Linked DNA regions of Mus musculus: region 2 is linked to region 1. Evidence: chromatin contacts called from public promoter capture Hi-C data. All regions are on one chromosome and are shown on one strand. The core of a region is the stretch at or near the end of the contact, and the rest is flanking DNA. Distances in the headings are between cores, read along the strand shown.

Region 1 (3,782 bases), core at 1,110-3,609:
TACATATATAATAAAATAATACTATAACAATGTGCTCAGGACATTAGTGACATAATTCATATTTAGAGTAGAAAAATACCTAAGAATGAGGCTGGAGAGATGACTCTGCAGATGGCACTGGCTGTTCTAGAAGACTCAAGTTTTATTCCCATTATGTAAATGGTGTTTCACAACCATCTGAAATGCCAATTCCAGGGGATTCCATTCTGTCTTCTAGCTTCTGTGGATACAAGGCACTTAAGTGGCACTCAGACATACATACAGGCAAAATGCTCATGTGTATAAAATAATTTTTAAAATAGAAAATGACAGCATAAAATAGCTTTTAGATGGTATTTCAGTTTACTTAACAAATTGTAATAACTGTTCCTTGCAAGGCCCAAGAAACAAACTCTCAGCAGTGATACACAGATTATAATCTATGATAAGAGGTAATGAGATCTCTCTGGGTGACCTTGCTTATTTTTCTATTGTTTTAGTCACTGCAAGGCCTCCCATAGTAAGTCTAGCAATCCAGCAGGAGCCATTTGATGGTATCTGTCCCATAAATAACAAGGTTCTTTACATTAACTGTAGCTTTAAAAGGTGCAGTTGAAAGCTTTCTTTTGATCAAAACCAATGTCTGATTCCTGAGGCCCTGGTGAAAAATCTCTGGTCACATGTGAGGGGTGAGTTATTGCTGTTGATGGCTGTGAATGTTGCTTCCTTGATCATTTGAGCTTCCATGAACCATGCCTGGCTCCACACTGGTCTGCACTGGGTGAACAAATCCTTGGATCTGGGTCTGTGTGACTAATTGGAGGTATTTTTCAGATTATCAAATGTTATTTAAAGTTCATTCTAAATCCAACTTCAAACAATTCTGAATTTTACTAATGTTCTCAGGCAAATGTAAGCACTGGTTTCTTGTGACTCTCACAGAGCTCTCAGATGGCAATAACAGTGTTTATCATTGGGTCCACGCTGAGAAGATCCTCTCTTCAACTGGAATATGGGCTCCAAGATGCCCTCTGTTCTACCATTAAATGCTCTCCTTGGCTATCACAGTCCCAGAGCTTACTATTTAGCCAGTTTATACCCTCTAATTATGTAGGTTGCAAAGTAGACATATTCCGCAACTGATTAACAGTCTCAAGATTTACTTGGGTCAATATTGTATATGCTGATGCATGTCCGTATGGCAGATGTGTTTAGTAGCCAGTCTAAAAAAAGCTTATATAGCTGTCATAAACTTAAAGAGTGGCCATGGTATTTCTGAACCCTGATCTCTTTAGGCCAGACCTCTAAGTATACCTGCTGACTTCTAGGCCTTTCTGAGCCTGGTGACCCGAGACAGGTGGGAAGTGCTGGCACTGTACATACCCAGCAGACAGCGCCTACAGCAAATTAGATGCTCTAATTAGAAAATTAGAGGCATTAAGTCCTTAAAAAGGAAAAGCTTTCCCGGGCATGAGCATCACTCACTCTCGGAGGCCTTGACTCTTTCTCAGATGTGTAGCTGAGGGCTGCTGACATTCAGTCTCTTACTGCTCATCTCAGTGTTAGTTCTTTATTTTCCCAGTTACTTCTTCCTAGTCTTTTCCAGCGTTCTCTCTCTCTTTTATAAATTGAATCCAGGACCTTACACACACTAGGGAAGAAAGTCCTCTTCCCAAGGTGCTTCCTGGCCCTCCCACAGTGCCCTTATTAACCATTTTCATATTCTCAAATCCCACCATTTCAACTTCAGAGCAGGACTTAATCTCCTCTGGGAGATAAGAGAAACGTTTTTTTCACACTCATGTGAGTGGAGACATAGTCACGATCTAATCAGTCTCAGGACTCATTGAAGCTGGAAGTTGCTGTGTGTGTGGTGTAGTAAGGAAACAATGTGCATGGTGTAGTAAGGAAACAATGTACATGGTGTAGTAAGGAAACAATGTACATGGTGTAGTAAGGAAACAATGTACATGGTGTAGTAAGTAAACAATGTACATGGTGTAGTAAGGAAACAATGTACATGGCACAGTCAGATGGTTTGAATCACTGCCAAGGAATTTTGCAAGCCACTTTGGTACAAAACATTCTTGGGCAAAAATCTATACTGATTGGAGCTGCCAAATAATACCAGAGAAGTACATGACCTCTCTGAGAAAAGAGAGGCTACTGTCTGCCCACTAGGGGTGGGGAGGGATTGGTGTGTGATGGGACCACAGGGAAGGACAGCTGCCTGGGACCCTCCCTATGTTCTGTCAAGAGAGCAGAGGTGACCCCAGAGTTTCATGAAATTCGTGTTACATATCTGGAAACACAGAGTTAGGTCAAGGTTCAGGTCAAAGTTCTCTTGGTTTCCACATTTAGGTTATGGGATGTAACTGCTAGACAAAGATGACAACTGAGCCAGTGCTCCTTCTGTGCCAGGCCCAGTGCAAACCATGTTTTGTACATTATACAGACCAGTGTTCACTGGTAGTGCTGTTACTTCTCAATTTCTTTCTCATTTTATCCAAGGAGGAAGTGGCTAATCAGAGTACTTTATAAGCTTAAGACTGCTTATATATACCATGATAGCACAGAGCTAATCTCTGACTAGGTCACGGGTCTGAGGCCTTGAATCCAGCCACCATCTTCTCTTTCTGTTCTTTATCCCTAGCGCTTACTAAACTATAATTTGTGATCTTGTATTTTAGTGACTATATCCCACCTTATTAGTTAACCTGTAGGTCTGAAGGACAGCAGCTTTGTAATTTGCTCTTTTTACCCTCTCACAAACAATGACTAATAGTCAACATTGTCCACTAATGGTCATGGAACATACATTAAGATTTGCACATAATTTTCATATAAGGAAATCTACTGAGTACAGAATCTGAGTCTGAAATTCACTGACTCTAGAGTGCTGCCCCTCAGTTCATCTTGCTGTCTAGAACGCTCCATCCTGTATTCTCTCTGCTCAGTTTCTCTCCAGCAGACATGCTCTCTGTGGAGTTCCTTCTTTCCAATAACCTCTGAGGAAGCTCCTCTCTTGAAGGGCCTCATAACAAAGGAGTGACCACACTACCCAAGTCTACTTAAAACAGCTGGCTCAGAGGCTGTGGAAGTTGAATTTAAACCTTGGTTCATAGCTGAGTTTTAAGAAATTTTATGTAGTTCCAAAAGACAGAAATGGGCTGTAGACTTCTTCAGTATTTTAGTAGATATGCACTGTCTCCTTTCCAACTAGTCTACTAGTTAAACCCTCAGGTGGAAAAAATGATTAGGCCAGGTGTGGTGTGGAAATGTCTTTAAAAGCTGCAGGCTTTAGGGGGCAGAGGCAGGCAGGTCTCTATGAATTCAAAGCCACCTGGTCTACATATTGTGTTCTAAGCCAGCCAAGGCTACATAGTGAGATAGTGAGATCCTGTCTTTAAAAAACAACAACATGAGAGAGAGAGAGAGAGAGAGAGAGAGAGAGAGAGAGAGAGAGAGAGAGAGAGAGAGAGAGAGAGAGAGAGAGAAAAGCATTGAAAAGCATTGAGAGCCTTCATCATGCATCAAGTCAGGTTCAGGGAACTCATGGTGGCTGGGGTCAGCCTGTTCTTCACCCTTGAACCACACAGCATGCTTCAACAGAACGCACCCTGTAAGACCAACACTACCCATTCTTGGCTTTGTAACCCACAAAACAAGGTCATCAGTTTGTTTCCCACAGAATGAGTCTTGCTTATGGGCTGGCTATCACCAGCTGTTGATGGGAGCAAGCTGTTGTATATATGGTCCTTTCTAGTCTTTTTCTCTACTTGGAACAGAAGTTAAAACTGAAA
Region 2 (3,617 bases), core at 1,010-3,509, 290 kb after region 1:
GGCACCATCTGGAGGTGTGGCCTTGTTGGAATAGGTGTGACCTGGTTGGAATGGGTGTGTCATTGTGGTTGTAGGCATAAGATCCTCACCCTAGTTGCCTGGAAGTCAATCTTCCACTAGCAGCCTTTGAATGAAGACATAGAACTCTCAGCTCTGCCTGCGCCATGCCTGCCTGGATACTGCCATTCTCCCACCTTGAAGATAATGGACTGAACCTCTGAACCTGTAAGCCAGCCCCAATTAAATGTTGTTTTTTATAAGACTTGCCTTGGTCATGGTGTCTGTTCACAGCAGTAAAACCCTAACTAAGACACCTGGGAAAAGTCCGAGCAGGTATAGAACCCCAGGCAGGAACCTCAGGGCATGCATGCACACACATATACACACACACTCACACATATACACACATGTGTGAATATATATATGCATGTCATGCACAGCTGTATTACACACATAGTACGACTTTACTCCTCTGTTGTCACTAGGAATGCAATAAGATTTGGGCTTCAGAAAGAAACAAGACAAACAAACAAATGAAACTAACAACCCCCACCCCCAACCTCACTTAACTGTGTAAGGGAACAAATGAGGAGATAAATTCTGGAAAAACTGTGCTAAGAGACACGGACACATCCTGACTAGGGAAGGGAGTGGCAAGTGTGGTAAGCTCAGGGTTTCCACAGGCCACTGTGATGCAACATGTTCTGGGCTGACCTTCCTGTCTCCTTGTCTCAGGACCTTTGTGAAAGCAAACTGCCCCTGGAACCCACACCTTGACTTGATCTTTGCACTCAATCAATTGCACACAGGAGACTCCTGGCTAGTGATGGAGCTCAGTGATCGAGCATGTGCCTAGCATGTGCAAGCCTGGTGATGGAGCTCAGTGATCGAGCATGTGCCAAGCATGTGCGAGCCTGGAGATCCACCCCTCGACACAAGGAAGAAACCAAAACAACAACAATTAGAATCAAGAAGCAGAGAGACTCCCTAAGACCCAGTATTGCTCCATGGAGGAAGCAAATCTAAAGACTTGAAAAGCCCAGATTCATAAAAGCCAAGTATTTTAATCTCTCTGACTTGCTTCTCTTTAAAACCTTAACAGTAAAGCGCTTAGCTATGGAAGGGTAATCTTTGCCAGCTTAAAAGTTACAGGAATCCAAACAGAAAGTAGATTCCTCTATATTTTCAGGGATCAAAGCTGAGAATCTGAAGGATCCTTCCCTGTACACACGCAGGATATTTTACTTCTGAATGTGTCTGCTCCATCTTCAACCACTTGCACGGCTTGTCCTTTATTTCCTCAATCTTAAATGACACTTTCCAGTTGTCAGTCACAGTGTATTTCCAGTTTAAGATAAAAACAAGAGGCTGCCTTCCCCTCTGAAGTTTCACCGGACATTGTTTCAATTTTTGAGGAGAAGGTTAAGGAACCTTTGTGTGTATGCGCTGCAGCAGCGGCCTGAGACCAGCAGGTGGAGGACTTCGTCCTTTGAACACGCCACATCATGCACACAGGGTTTCAGCATGGATGTGGCTGTAACTTTAATCGCAGCTTTTTTTTTTTTTTTTCTTTGTTCTGGATATTCACACCCACAAAAATGACCCATAATCAGAAGAAGAGAACCAAAACTTTCCTGTTTTTTATTTACTCTACTCAGAGCATACAGTAGATGGCATGTTTCTTCTCTCAAAATCTTAGATCTAAATATATTGAAATCTAAAGAAATAATTTATTCTAATGCCGGGCATTGGGGGAAAATTAAATAAATAAAAATCGGAATTCAATATGTTATGCTAGATTTAGGAAATGCTCAGAGTTTGATGTCTAACCTGTCTGAACACATTTGGGAGCTGGTCAGACTGGCCAGATGTCTATGAGATCTGGGGAGTTCTGGGGAAAGACATCAGGACCCACTCATTGCTGGGATTAAGAGCTGTGGGTGGCTGTGGAGGGTTCAAAAGTTTCTCTGGTGAGAACTCACCCTCAGGGCTGGAGTCTAATGATTAGCCTGACCACAAGAAGGTCTTAGTTGTCAGGGGAGCACTAATTTCAGACTGAGGCAGTTTTCTTGATTCTGTTCCCTGGTCAGCTGCCTAGAAGCCAGTGTGTGCCCTGGGGCTGTGGCGGGCAGCCAGTAAACACGGAGAAACCTTTCCCACGGAGCGTTATAATAAATACTCGGACCCCACCAGCGCTGTTCTACGTTCTGTCGAGAACACGGGAATCGGCCGCTTATAACATCTCCCGTACAGTTTCAGGGAAGAGCCAGGCAAAACTGTGGGGCCAGGGGCTAGGCACTACAGCAGAGTGGGGCTTATGGGGACACCTTCTGGAGATTCCTGGAAATGCAGCACGTTGTTAGCCAAGCTTGGAAGTTTGTCAGAAGTGGGAGCAAGAATTGGTGATATTTGTGCTGGATATTAATCGGGTATTCTCAGCTTTGCACTCATGAGGACTTAATATACATTATATATATCTAATACATAGTATATCATGTGTCAAATACCACATATGTTATCATCTAGGTTCTTGGTATTTCATTTAATAGATGGGTCAAAATAAATGATGTATAATTATTCGTAAATTCTCTTTTGGGAGGTAATTTATATCACAGAGTATGTCTTCAGACAGATGGTGTAAAATGTTAGGTCTGTGTCACAGTGAGTATAGGTTAACTGTTAACTAATGTCCCCTCTGCATCTTCTTCTAGTCACTGTCTCTTCTACAGACCATTGCTACCCCAGTCTCCAGTACTACAAACGATTTTTTTTTCAGAAACAGGGTCTTCTACTCCAGGATGGCCTGTAACTCATCGCAATCCCCGTGCTTCTGCCTCCTGAGTGTCACAGGCACAAGGCACGGAACGTAGCATAAATGACTTTATGTCCATTTTTTGGTTTTGTCTTTTTGTTTTGTGTAAATGGACTCTCATAGTATGTCTCTGTCCTTCTGACTTAATGCATTCAGTATTGTGTGCACAACTTTTGTTTCTCTGTTAAATTCATATGCTCTTGTTTTGTTTTTGTTTTTTTGTTTTTTTGTTTGTTTGTTTTTTCTTTTTTGGTTTTTCGAGACAGGGTTTCTCTGTGTAGCCCTGGCTGTCCTGGAACTTACTCTGTAGACCAGGCCTCGAACTCAGAAATCCGCCTGCCTCTGCCTCCCAACATATGCTCTTGTTTTATTGTATAGTTGTCTAATGCATAAGTGTTGTACAGTTTTACTGTTGTTAGACACCTGAGTTGTCTGATGGTTAGTTTTAACTGTTAACTTGATGCCAAGGAAGCAGGCTTCCAGGCACGCCTGTGAGGGACTGTCTAGAGCAGTGGTTCTCAGCCTGTGGGTCAAGACCCCTTGGGGGGGGCACGTATCAGATATTTACATTACAATTCATAACAGTAGTAACATTACAGTTATGAAGTAGCAATAAAATAGGTTTATGATTGGGGGGGATCACCACAATATAAGGAACCATATTAAAGGATTGCAGCATTAGGAACTTGAGAACCACTGTTCAAGATTAGGGTTGGCCTTTGAAAATGTTGGCAAGAGATTACCTTGACTAAGGTAACTGATGTGAGAAGACCCATCTTTATTATGGGCACTACTGTTCCTGGGC

The links. Promoter capture Hi-C pulls out the DNA fragments that hold promoters and counts their contacts.
Region 2: a promoter capture Hi-C map of liver shows a contact between it and region 1, with 3 times the contacts expected there. The contact joins two enhancer-like sites. A contact is called at or near these places in 16 of 39 promoter capture datasets (the 3T3-L1 cell line, 3T3-L1-derived adipocytes, the C10 cell line and 11 more), 5 of 484 Hi-C or Micro-C datasets (the G1E-ER4 cell line, embryonic stem cells and nephron progenitors), 2 of 115 datasets of contacts at active chromatin or transcription factors (acute myeloid leukemia and bone marrow-derived macrophages) and 1 of 9 other capture datasets (pancreatic islet).

The regions. Positions count from the first base shown.
Region 1 is chr12:69,939,797-69,943,578 of GRCm38.p6, forward strand. The region is part of intron 7 of Atl1 (atlastin GTPase 1); the gene reads left to right. Among named protein-coding and RNA genes, the nearest start is that of Gm52003, 31 kb to the right of the region's middle. Within about 2 kb of position 2,360, at least 8 of the 459 cell types and tissues checked have an H3K27ac peak or open chromatin away from gene starts, as enhancers often do. A contact at or near this core is called in liver, where this site is marked.
Region 2 is chr12:70,233,097-70,236,713 of GRCm38.p6, forward strand. F730035M05Rik (RIKEN cDNA F730035M05 gene) reads left to right here. Exons shown (of 5, transcript NR_045174.1): 4 at 75-225; 5 at 736-1,069. Among named protein-coding and RNA genes, the nearest start is that of Gm38467, 3.4 kb to the left of the region's middle. Within about 2 kb of position 2,260, at least 100 of the 459 cell types and tissues checked have an H3K27ac peak or open chromatin away from gene starts, as enhancers often do. A contact at or near this core is called in liver, where this site is marked.